Regions from separate parts of the Hordeum vulgare genome. Here region 1 is linked to region 2. A link is a contact called in public Hi-C data. All regions are on one chromosome and are shown on one strand. Each heading gives the region's core, a stretch centred on a gene start, on an enhancer-like site or on the middle of the called end of the contact. The rest is flanking DNA. Distances are from core to core; before and after follow the strand shown.

Region 1 (5,246 bases), core at 2,155-4,654, 530 kb after region 2:
GTAACTAGCCCATGCGAGAAATTAGGTGATTTCGATAGCTAATTTATTGCTACTTCCTAACGGCTTCCGCGAAGCACGACCTGAACTCTGGCCCGCGGCTCTCTCCAGCCTTGTCCTTAAACGTTGCTTCTAGACCTCCATGCTTGCTTCTTTCTCTAGTCAATCATTTCTTCCTCTGTAAACATAGCTTCCTGATTGCATGGTTCTCTTCAAATAAAGGCAAAAGGTAGAAAGATAGAAAGCAGTGTTTGGTTTGTTTCCTAACAAAGTACTCCATGGCCGTAACAACTTGCATGAATAACGCCAGTCTCTATTCTTTGTTTTCATGTTAGGCTATTTGCTTCCTTATGAAGGACATCTTGATTTTATTATTATCATTATTATTATTATTATTATTATTATTATTATTATTATTATTATTATTATTTAAATTTGCATCCATGAGTTGTGTGTGACTGCTTAGATTTTCGTCGACTATATGCAGAAATAAACTTGCTTCCCTTTATCAATAAATTTGCTTCCACTGTGAATTAAACCTGCTACAGTTAATAGAAATTTGTTTTCTACCTAACAAAAACAAAATCAAATCAACTAGAATATTTCTCTAACCAAACAGGACCTCTTTTCTATAAACAATAATCATTATGATCATCATCCACGAGTACACATAGCACATGTTTCAAGCATATTAGGTAACTGATTTGAAGAAATAGAAATGTGCTCAATTTGCTTTCATCATATACAAATCATGCTTCCAACACTACAAACCGTGATTCAGAATCCAACAATTTTTCTCTCCAAGCGGTGTCGTGTGGTGTGCTTTTATTTTTCAGATGGTATCATTCCATGTGTTATGATTGTAGATTTTTTTGGCTTACTAGCAATTTAATATCGTTGTAAATAACATGTACACTTCCTGCCTACTATGTCGCACCGCCACAACGGTCACATCCCAGTACCTCCCTGCTCCATCCACCATGTTTGGCTAGCCTCGAAGATCTCCTTTTGTCTCCAAAATATATGGGTGTTTACATTGGGATCCACAAGTGTCCGACGACGAGTAGAAAGGCTGACGCCGTCAAGGGGACAACACCCTTGACCTTTGACCACAGAGTGTGTCTTGCTAGTACGCTTTCGAAATGAGACAAAAAATTGGGCACTGAGATGCTTGATCTCTCGTCGCCCAACATCGATGACCCTGACATAGTCACCGTCAATAAAGCATGATCTTCCACTCTTGTTAGCACTTCAGAAGTGTAGGAAGCATTAGTAGTTTGATTACGATACAAAACTTGATGGCTATGAAACAATATGAAGCATGAAAAAGAAGAAAACCACACAGTTACATACCCCGCAAAGAAAGAACCAAACCATACATAATGATGAAGCATAAACCATGGCACATATGAAGCAAACTGTGCAATGTGAAGAAGCACATGTATGATACAAATGAATCATCAAAAATCCGATGCATCATATTCATGGAATCTCAACATGACTTCAACATAGTGGAAGCACATTTTTTTAAAAGGGGATATAAAAGATTTATGCATAGTTGCTCAATTTAAAACAATGAAGGGGGCAACATGGATCTTGTCCATCATATATGTGAAGTTCAGGACCCATGACAAGTTTGAGGCATGGACACGAAGCAATACATAACACAATGTACAAGCACAAGTTTGATGTCAATGATCCATTCTAGTAGACCATCTCGGGCTGAGAATGTGCCAACATTAATAAGATTAACCTTTTTTAACGAATTAGTTTTTTCCGTGCCTTGGGCAGACCAAGGACAAGATCATGTAACCAACCAACTATATATCGACTCTGAATATAATGTGTGACCTGAGAACATACTGAATAGAATGTGTTCCCATTTCTGAAAGAAGTGCTAGACGGAAATAAAGTGATACATTCGCTGTGTGGTGGCCATTACTTGTATGGAAGCATTAGATGATAACTAATAAAAGTATATTTGTTGTCTGGTGACATCAATAATGTAGGAAGCGCGAAATATGAACACTCAACTATACGGCGCATGACATTGGCATTAGTAAGCTTGGTGCCATTACGAGGATGCATCCGTTGTGTTGCCACCACACCAATCTGAACCTATTGTAAGCGATTAAGAGATGAGGGTGACAAATTGATCAGAATTGGTCACAGTTTATAATGTAAGAAGCACTAAAAGTGGAAGCATTTTTGTAGACCACAGTTGCAAATTGGTCACATTTAGACGCATGAGTGTATGAACCTGGGACAAAGTACCGACGGGTGCAATTTTAGTATCAGATGAAAGCATGGAAACAAAACAAAATTACCACCAATTATGGGTACATATATGTTGTATGCTCTCTATATAGGAAGCATTGAGATGCAATTGGCACAACATCCGTCAGATTCAATGGAAGCATTGAAAAAATATTGGAACTAAGGAAAATTGTCAACAATACTAGGCTGCTGGATGAAATACAAAGAAATTCACATTGCAAAAAATAAAAATCCCCAAATGAGGGCGACCAATGCAGTTTAAATTCCTTGAATTTGAAGACTAGGGGCTCTGAATAGGGCAGATTTTGTGTAATCCGATGCATATTCTACGGCCAGCGGGAGAAACCCCTAATGCAGTGGATTCAATCGATGGTAAAGCGTGGCGAAGCACGAATCTGGGCCATGATGGGGGGCTCGAACTGCTAATGCCAGGATGAAGCACCGTTGCCGCATCGCAGGAAAGGACTAGGGACATCCGTGATGCTTCGGGCAAGGATCGAAGGAGGAACATGGGGGCGAAAGCTGGCCGGAGAGGTGGAAGTGGGAGGTGGATCGAGCTGGCGGTCGAGGTATATCTGCAGTCGGATCGAGCTGGTCGGCGGAGCAATGGATCTGGCGAGGAGAGCTGTTGGCGACGCGAACTGGCGGTGATGCGGAGTTGACGAGGAGGCGAGCGAGGTGGGGGCAGAACTCGGGCGTTGCGAGCGATTATGGATGACGGGCTCGCGTGGGATTAGGAGGAGGGAGGTAATGCACGGGGTTTACGCTAGTGGTTTTCTTTGATTTTTATTCTCCAGGAATATGAAGCAAAATCTTAAGCGTGAGATTTAAAACGAATCGACGACCTTCGAGGGGTCTGTCATTTGTGTTCATTACTACTACAGATAGGAAATGTTTACCAAACTTGCGTTACACGGACATGCTTATACTAGTGTAAAATAAAAAGCCACTCGGCCCATCCGCGTCGTCTTCTTCCTCCCCATCTCCCACCTTTCTCCCACCTCCCCGCGTCTCTCTCTCTAGAACACACACACGCAGCGCAAAAACCCTGGCCGTCTCTGGGCGATCGATCCGACCCTGCGCCAGCTCGTCTCTCTAGGGCTCCGCCGCCGATCGGAGATCCCTCAGAGATGGCGGCGGAGATCTCGGCGCTCCTGGACCTCCTGCGCCCCGCCGTCGCCGGCGACCGGGACCCGCCGGCCCGCCGCCTCCGCACCAGCGCGGCCCGCGCGGGGCTCGAGGCGCTCGCGGGGGCCCTGGCCGCTGGCCCGCCGGCCGAGCCCGCCCGCGCCGGAGCCGTCCTCGCTGCCGCCCGCGCCGTCGTCTCCACCGTCCTCTCCTCCTCCGGTGAGCTCCCCCGATCCCCTGGACCCTTGGGCGGCCAGCGTGTCGTCCTTCTCCGAGGCGGCTACCTACTTTGCTGCTGTCGAGGGTTTTGGATTTGCTCAGTAGGTCGTGCGATCTCGCACAGTGGTGAGCTTCGCGGCTGCGAGATGCACTGCAAGCTGCTCCCACGCTGCATTGGCTTGCGAATTATGATCCTCCACTTGTTTAACCCCTTTTCGGGAGTAGGATTCGCCTCGTTAGAGCAAATGGTTGGATGACTTAGGGCCACGCTTTGGACTGGTCTACTCAAATCATATCGGGTTTTCTCCTTCCGATCGATCTAGAGCTCCCATGTTTCGTCGCTTTACACAGCTGGGAAACTTTCCAGCGGTAGTTTGCTGTTTTGACTTTTTTTTTTTTGCATGATCGTAGGGTACGAGTCTGAATTTTCTATTTAGCGGTTTAGTCTCCATTAAACTTGAAACGCCGTTTTGCGATGCTGCAGCTTAGTCTTTCCTCTGCCGTGTTGCTTGCATCATGCTGCAGTTTTTGTTTTAGCTTGGGCACTATTGGTGCTGCGAGGTCATGGATGCTTACATCTGTGGGCTACCATGAATTGATTCGTATGAGCTAATCGCAGATGCATGCATGTGCCAGGTTTGTATACTGACTTCATAGCCTAGTGATGTAGTATCGGATCTGCTTTTATTATTTGCATTGTTCAGGTGCTTGGCGGTTGAAGGTGCTTCTTAGAGCAAACTAATTCTGATTGACATTTGGCAGGCAGCACAAATAGGCTAGATATTGACTGTTCACTGATTTGGTAGAAACTTATGTTTGCTTATTTTTGGGCCTCAGTTGTTTTTCAAACAAGGTATCTGTATTTGACCAAAGATTGGCAAGCTTATGCAAGAATCATCTGTATCTAGTAACTTGTGGTATAAAGCTTGAATGCCTGTTTCCTAAACAGCAACAACAACAACAACAAAGCCTTTTAGTCCCAAACAAGTTGGGGTAGGCTAGAGTTGAAACCCATAAGATCTCGAAACCAACTCATGGTTCTAGCACGTGGATAGCTAACTAACATGCACCCCTGTGGCTACTTCTTTGGTGGTGTTCCAATCCTTCATATCTCTCTTAACGGACTCCTCCCATGTAAGATTTGGTCTACCTCGACCTCTCGACATTATCAACATGCTTTAACCGTCCGCTGTGCACTGCCGCTTCTGGATGCCTGTGCTGTATATGTCCAAACCATCTCAGACGATGTTGGACAAACTTCTCTTTGATCGGTGCTACCCCAACTCTCTCACATATAATCCTCATTCCAAACCCGATCCTTTCTTGTGTGGCCACATATCCATCTCAACATGCGCATCTCTTCTACACGTAACGCTGGACATGTCGCCTTTAGTTGGCCAACATTTAGCGCCATACAATATTGCAGGTTGAATCACTGCCCTATTGAACCTGCCTTTTAGCTTTTGTGGCATTCTTGTCATAGAGGACGCCAGAAGCTTGGCGCCACTTCATCCATCCAGCTTTGGTTCGATGGCTCACATCTTCATCGATATCACCATACTTCTGATCATTGACCCCAAATATCGGAAGGTGTCCTTCTGAGGTACCACCTTCCCACCAAGGCT
Region 2 (4,882 bases), core at 2,309-4,808:
CAGAGCGGTTTAAAATTCCTGTTAGAATTCTTAATTCACTGCTCACCCCCATATATAAAACATAATAAATTACTGCAAAGATTCTAGACGGCCATGCAACCACCTAATTGTTAAGACTCCATAAAGAGAAAACAATATGTCAACATACCCCAGCCAAGTTCCAACAGCATTTCCTTCCTCAAGACCAAGACCTTTCCATAGAACCTGAAATGACTGGAAAGCTCAGTTTCATGTTCTCCTATGTTTGTTTTTTTACTTTTGAAACAAATAAGTCGTCAAATGTACATTAGATAATATTTAGAGACTTATGAGCCTGCAGTTACTTTAAACAGTGATAAGGGTGCATTTTCTGCAAGTTCTTACCTGCTTCTATCACATTAGTAATTATGGTGACAACTAAAAAAAGTTATGCACACTGGGTAGTTGCCTAATTGGTACTACTCCAACAGGTACTATACACAATTAAAAGAAAAGAAAGTTTGACACTCAAGAAAAAGGGTGAAAGCTGACATATTAGCTGAAAGGTATTGAATATGGGCAATGCGCCAATAAGTGTCAATGCTTTGCTGTACTAATATCAACCTATACATGCATTATGATCTTTTTCTGGTGGAGGGAGGGGGCATGGCATGAGATCTTGCAGTTCGAACAACAAAACCCTTTGGTTTCTCTTGCGAATCCACAAGAAGGAACGAACTACATGACGAGAGATAGAGATAGAGAGAGAGAGAGAGAGAGAGAGAGAGAGAGAGAGAGACTCAACTAGAGCAATGGCCTGTGCAGCATCTTGTCTACCCCAGTATTCGTGTGTACTTCCTGACATACAAACGTTCACATTAGCTGTTCTGGTACAACATACTCATTGACAATAGCATAGACTTGCTTGTTTTGCATTTATATGCAAATCAACTGCACGAGTGGCCATCTGCTGCTTTTATATCAGGAAATTCGTATGAACCCAATATAATCACTTTATTGCATCTCGATCAGCCAGTTTTTTCTGTGCAGCATCTTTTGGGGGAGTTGATTGTTTGGTTCATTGGTTTTCATGCCGAATGCAAGATGTTTTACACAGATGGGTCGTCTGGCTGCCTGGGCTGCACAAGTGTGAACCTGATATGATAAAATTAGTCCAAATAATAAATTATCTATCCTTTGGATGTTTGAGATTCGAAAGTTCAAATAATAATATTAAAGATTGTTGGGATTTATAGACAAAATGCTTCAGTGGAAATACTCTGGTATCCTCATTATAGTTCGTGTTTGTTTGTTTTGTGAAAGAAACGGTAGAGGAAAGCCCAACCCTACATATCAAACGTCAAATAGACATGTGTCCCTGAATTTATGTGTAATTCTCAAATACCAAACGACCGGTCCTTTGGCTGCGCTAAACGATAAAAATAAGCTTGTATGATTTTATCCAAAGGTCTAATGCACAAAAAATGTAAGGAAATAAGGATGGATATAAATGTGTACCTATCTCAACAAACATCGTGGGTGTACTGGTAAGTGGTCCATGGTGAGTAGCTTCAAGTGTAATCTTCAAAAGCAATGAGTATTAAAATCAGTTGATTCAGAAATAGAAAAGGCGTCAAAGAAGCAACGTACCTCGAACTCTGGAACAAGACCTTGGTCTGCAGCAACCTTTTGCATCAACCGTAACCATGGGCCAATTCGAGGGTTTGGCACCGCTGCCCATCCAGGCCTCCCTCCTTGAGGGGGGGTCTCATCCTCCCTCAGATGTGGCACACCTTCAGAAGTACATTCACAAAAATGAGCAAACCATCAATTATAAAACAATGATTGTGGTAAGAAGGAACCACTAATTAGTACTCCCTCCGTTCCTAAATGTAAGTCTTTTTAGAGATTCCACTACAGACTAGATACGGATGTATGTAGACATATCATAGAGTATCGATTCATCCATTTTGCTTCGTATGTAGTCTCTAGTGGAATCTCTACAAAGACTTATATATAGGAACCGATGGAGTAATCAACATGCCTATATGTGGTGGGTGAGAAGCATGGACATTGCTCACAAACCATGAAACCAAACAATCGCAGGCTCACAGTATACCGGGAAATCGGGAAAAATAAATAATATAATTAACTGCCTGTATGCATTAACAAGTGCAGTACCTTCAAATATATTAACAATTTGTATGTGGTATTATATTTATGTATATAATAGGATTTTACACATAACATGTCGATTTTTTATTGCACCTGTGGGTTAAATAAGATACAGACAGATGAATGCAGAACCAACCGATTGGATGGACAGTGAGTGCAGGGCGATTGGAGACTGCAGTGTGTTTGCTGAGGAATATGACCTCGGAAACAGCCTCTCCAGTGGCTTCCTGCCACCGACGGTCAAGATCATCCTCTGCAACAATGCTGCGTTCATGCTTCAATAACCTAACATTCCCATTTGTAAAGCTCTCCATCCCCTCCTAAATACAAATATCAGCAAAGGTTAGTTGGGAACTATACGGCTATACCACAAACACATTTGTCAGACACCTTATACGAATAAATAAAATAAGGATAAAAATTGCAGATAACTTCAACCGAGATCAGAGCCAGTGGAACATAATGGACCATCGTTTTGTTACACTACACGATCCTAGATCTCTGTACACCAGTGAGGTATGCATTTTACTAGGGTATATACTCGTGGATAAAAAATTCTAGCAACAACGCACCTAATAAACAGTCTGCTTGTTACTCCCAGATTGCGCTCACTACCACTGTGTTGCTAGCGACAGCAGTCATGCCTCCGGTCACAAGTGTCATTCCAGGCACCGAAATAGTCTCCATAACACAGCTTTGCTATTTAATATATCAAATTCTGGAGAGTATAGGTTGAATCCATTCTTCAAGACAAATCTAACCAAATTATGTTTGTTAGACTAACAAAAATAATGACACAGAATACAGTCAGAATAATCTCATTGCACACATTCTGGGATGACATCTGTTCCCACATGGAGGTCTTTCTGTAGACAAACAAAGAGCAAAATTCTGGCCTTCAAGAAGCAAATCGTGAGGCAGAAGAGATTTTTCTCATCGAACAAGCTTCCTGCTTCAAGTCACAGCTATTTATCTACTGTATTTCCGAACACTAGGCACTGCGCCAACCCTAACCGGCACCGCACTTCGTCGCTACTAACCATACCTACTCAATGGCAAAGTTAATCTTGCGATTAATGAATACAGGTTGCCAAGAACAGCGTGTACAGTCGAATGTGCTCAAAACTGAAAGGGGTTGATAGCAAGAGCTTCTTCACCGGGATGGGCGGGCCGGGGGACCAGCCAGGCATGGCCAGGAACGCGGCGGCGGGGCCGATGGACGCCGGGTCGGACGCCGTCGCTACAACGAGAACAACCATCTTCTCCTATTCCCCTCCTCCTCCGACTCTGCTTCTTGCCGCCTCAGGCTGTGATTTATTAATACTCGTAATAAAATAAAGCTGAGATGGTAGTTTCTGGGGGAAAGCTTGCCGCCGCAGCCCGCAGGGATCGGCTTTTCAGGGGCGGTGGACGCCTGTGACGGGTTACAGCTGAGTACCATAGAGCCAAGTGACCTCGCTATAAGGAATAAACTAGTTTTTTTTAAGGCAACATCAATTCTCATTAACTAGAACGGCGTGAGGGCAAATCCCTCTCAACACAAACTGCCACTTGGACAGGAACAGTGTTTCCCCACTCCTTAAAGTGGTTAGTTACATACGTACGACCCATACAAGCTAGCTGATGCGCAACATTATTGGCTTCGCGACGACAAAGCGAAATCTTCTGTTGGGAAAACCAAATCTTCTGTTGGTATTTCATGTCCTCTATGACCGCAGCATACGCTGATGCATCTGCACGGGTTAGATCCATAGCCTCCATCAATAGTGTGCTATCAATTTCAAATATCACCCGCACCACTCCCATTTCCACTGCCATTGTTACATGTGAGAGGGCATACATCTCAGCAGCGAAAGCATCCTCGGCTTGTGCCTGGCGACCTGCCCGAGCAAGTAAAACTTCTCCGTTGCTATCTCTAGCGACAACACCCCAACTCGAGTCTGCTTGGCCTGGAATAAAGGATCCATCTGCATTGATCTTGATCATACCATCCGGAGGTGGTTTCCATTTGGTAGGACACTTGCCTTTGTCTGGAACCCTGAAGATCTGCATATACTCCATAACATTGGCCCGAGTTCTTCGCGCCACTTCCTCGGCTTTCTCCGGCAACTCCCCTTCCCTCAGCTTGTTTCGATTGGACCACCATAGCCACCAGAACGTTAGGATGTGCATGCGCTTGATCTCGCTTAGTCCCCATATAAAGTCCAAGGCTTGATGCACCGATGTGATTTCCTGCAGCATCCCTCGTTCCTCCTCCATCTCCAGCGCCCTCCAAACTCCTTTAACATGTTTACATTTGATGAACAAATGGCCTCCATCCTCCTCAGCCTTGCCACAGAAGATACATGTTGTGTCCTCCACCGGAATGCCCCTCTTTTTCAGGTTTGAACGGAGTGCTAAGGATTCATGTTTCAACCGCCAAGTGAACATCTGAATATTCCTAGGGCCTGGGAGTTTCCACAAGCGGTTCCAACTATCGTCCGTGCGATGATCAAGACTCGATGTGGCTGAGCTTCCGCCCACTTCCCCCTGTATCAGTGCCTTGCCCAGCTTCACTTGCAGTTTATATGCGCTTTTCACCGAGTGTTCGCCCTTGCTATCATACTGCCAGGCGACGAAGTCAGGAACCCCTTCCCTCAGCGGTATTCGGAGTATATGGTGAACATCATCCGTCCAGAAAGTCTCCCGCACCAGTCGTTCGTCCCAAACCCCCGAGGTAGGGTCAAGAAGTTGGCTGACATGCTTGAGC

Evidence for each region. Hi-C and Micro-C count contacts between places; a contact is called where the count stands out from the background.
Region 1: a contact with region 2 is called in a Hi-C map of seedling, with 5 times the contacts expected there. The contact joins the promoter of LOC123396710 here to the promoter of LOC123394909 in region 2. A contact is called at or near these places in 4 of 6 Hi-C or Micro-C datasets (leaf and seedling) and 1 of 1 datasets of contacts at active chromatin or transcription factors (embryo).

What each region holds. Positions count from the first base shown.
Region 1 is chr5H:359,945,204-359,950,449 of MorexV3_pseudomolecules_assembly, forward strand. It overlaps LOC123396710 (auxin transport protein BIG), which reads left to right and starts at 3,405. Exons shown (of 14, transcript XM_045091561.1): 1 at 3,405-3,621. The coding sequence starts at 3,405.
Region 2 is chr5H:359,411,433-359,416,314 of MorexV3_pseudomolecules_assembly, forward strand. It overlaps LOC123394909 (D-aminoacyl-tRNA deacylase), which reads right to left and starts at 3,559. Exons shown (of 9, transcript XM_045089787.1): 1 at 3,291-3,559; 2 at 2,270-2,453; 3 at 1,609-1,751; 4 at 1,477-1,540; 5 at 764-816; 6 at 149-204. The coding sequence starts at 3,392.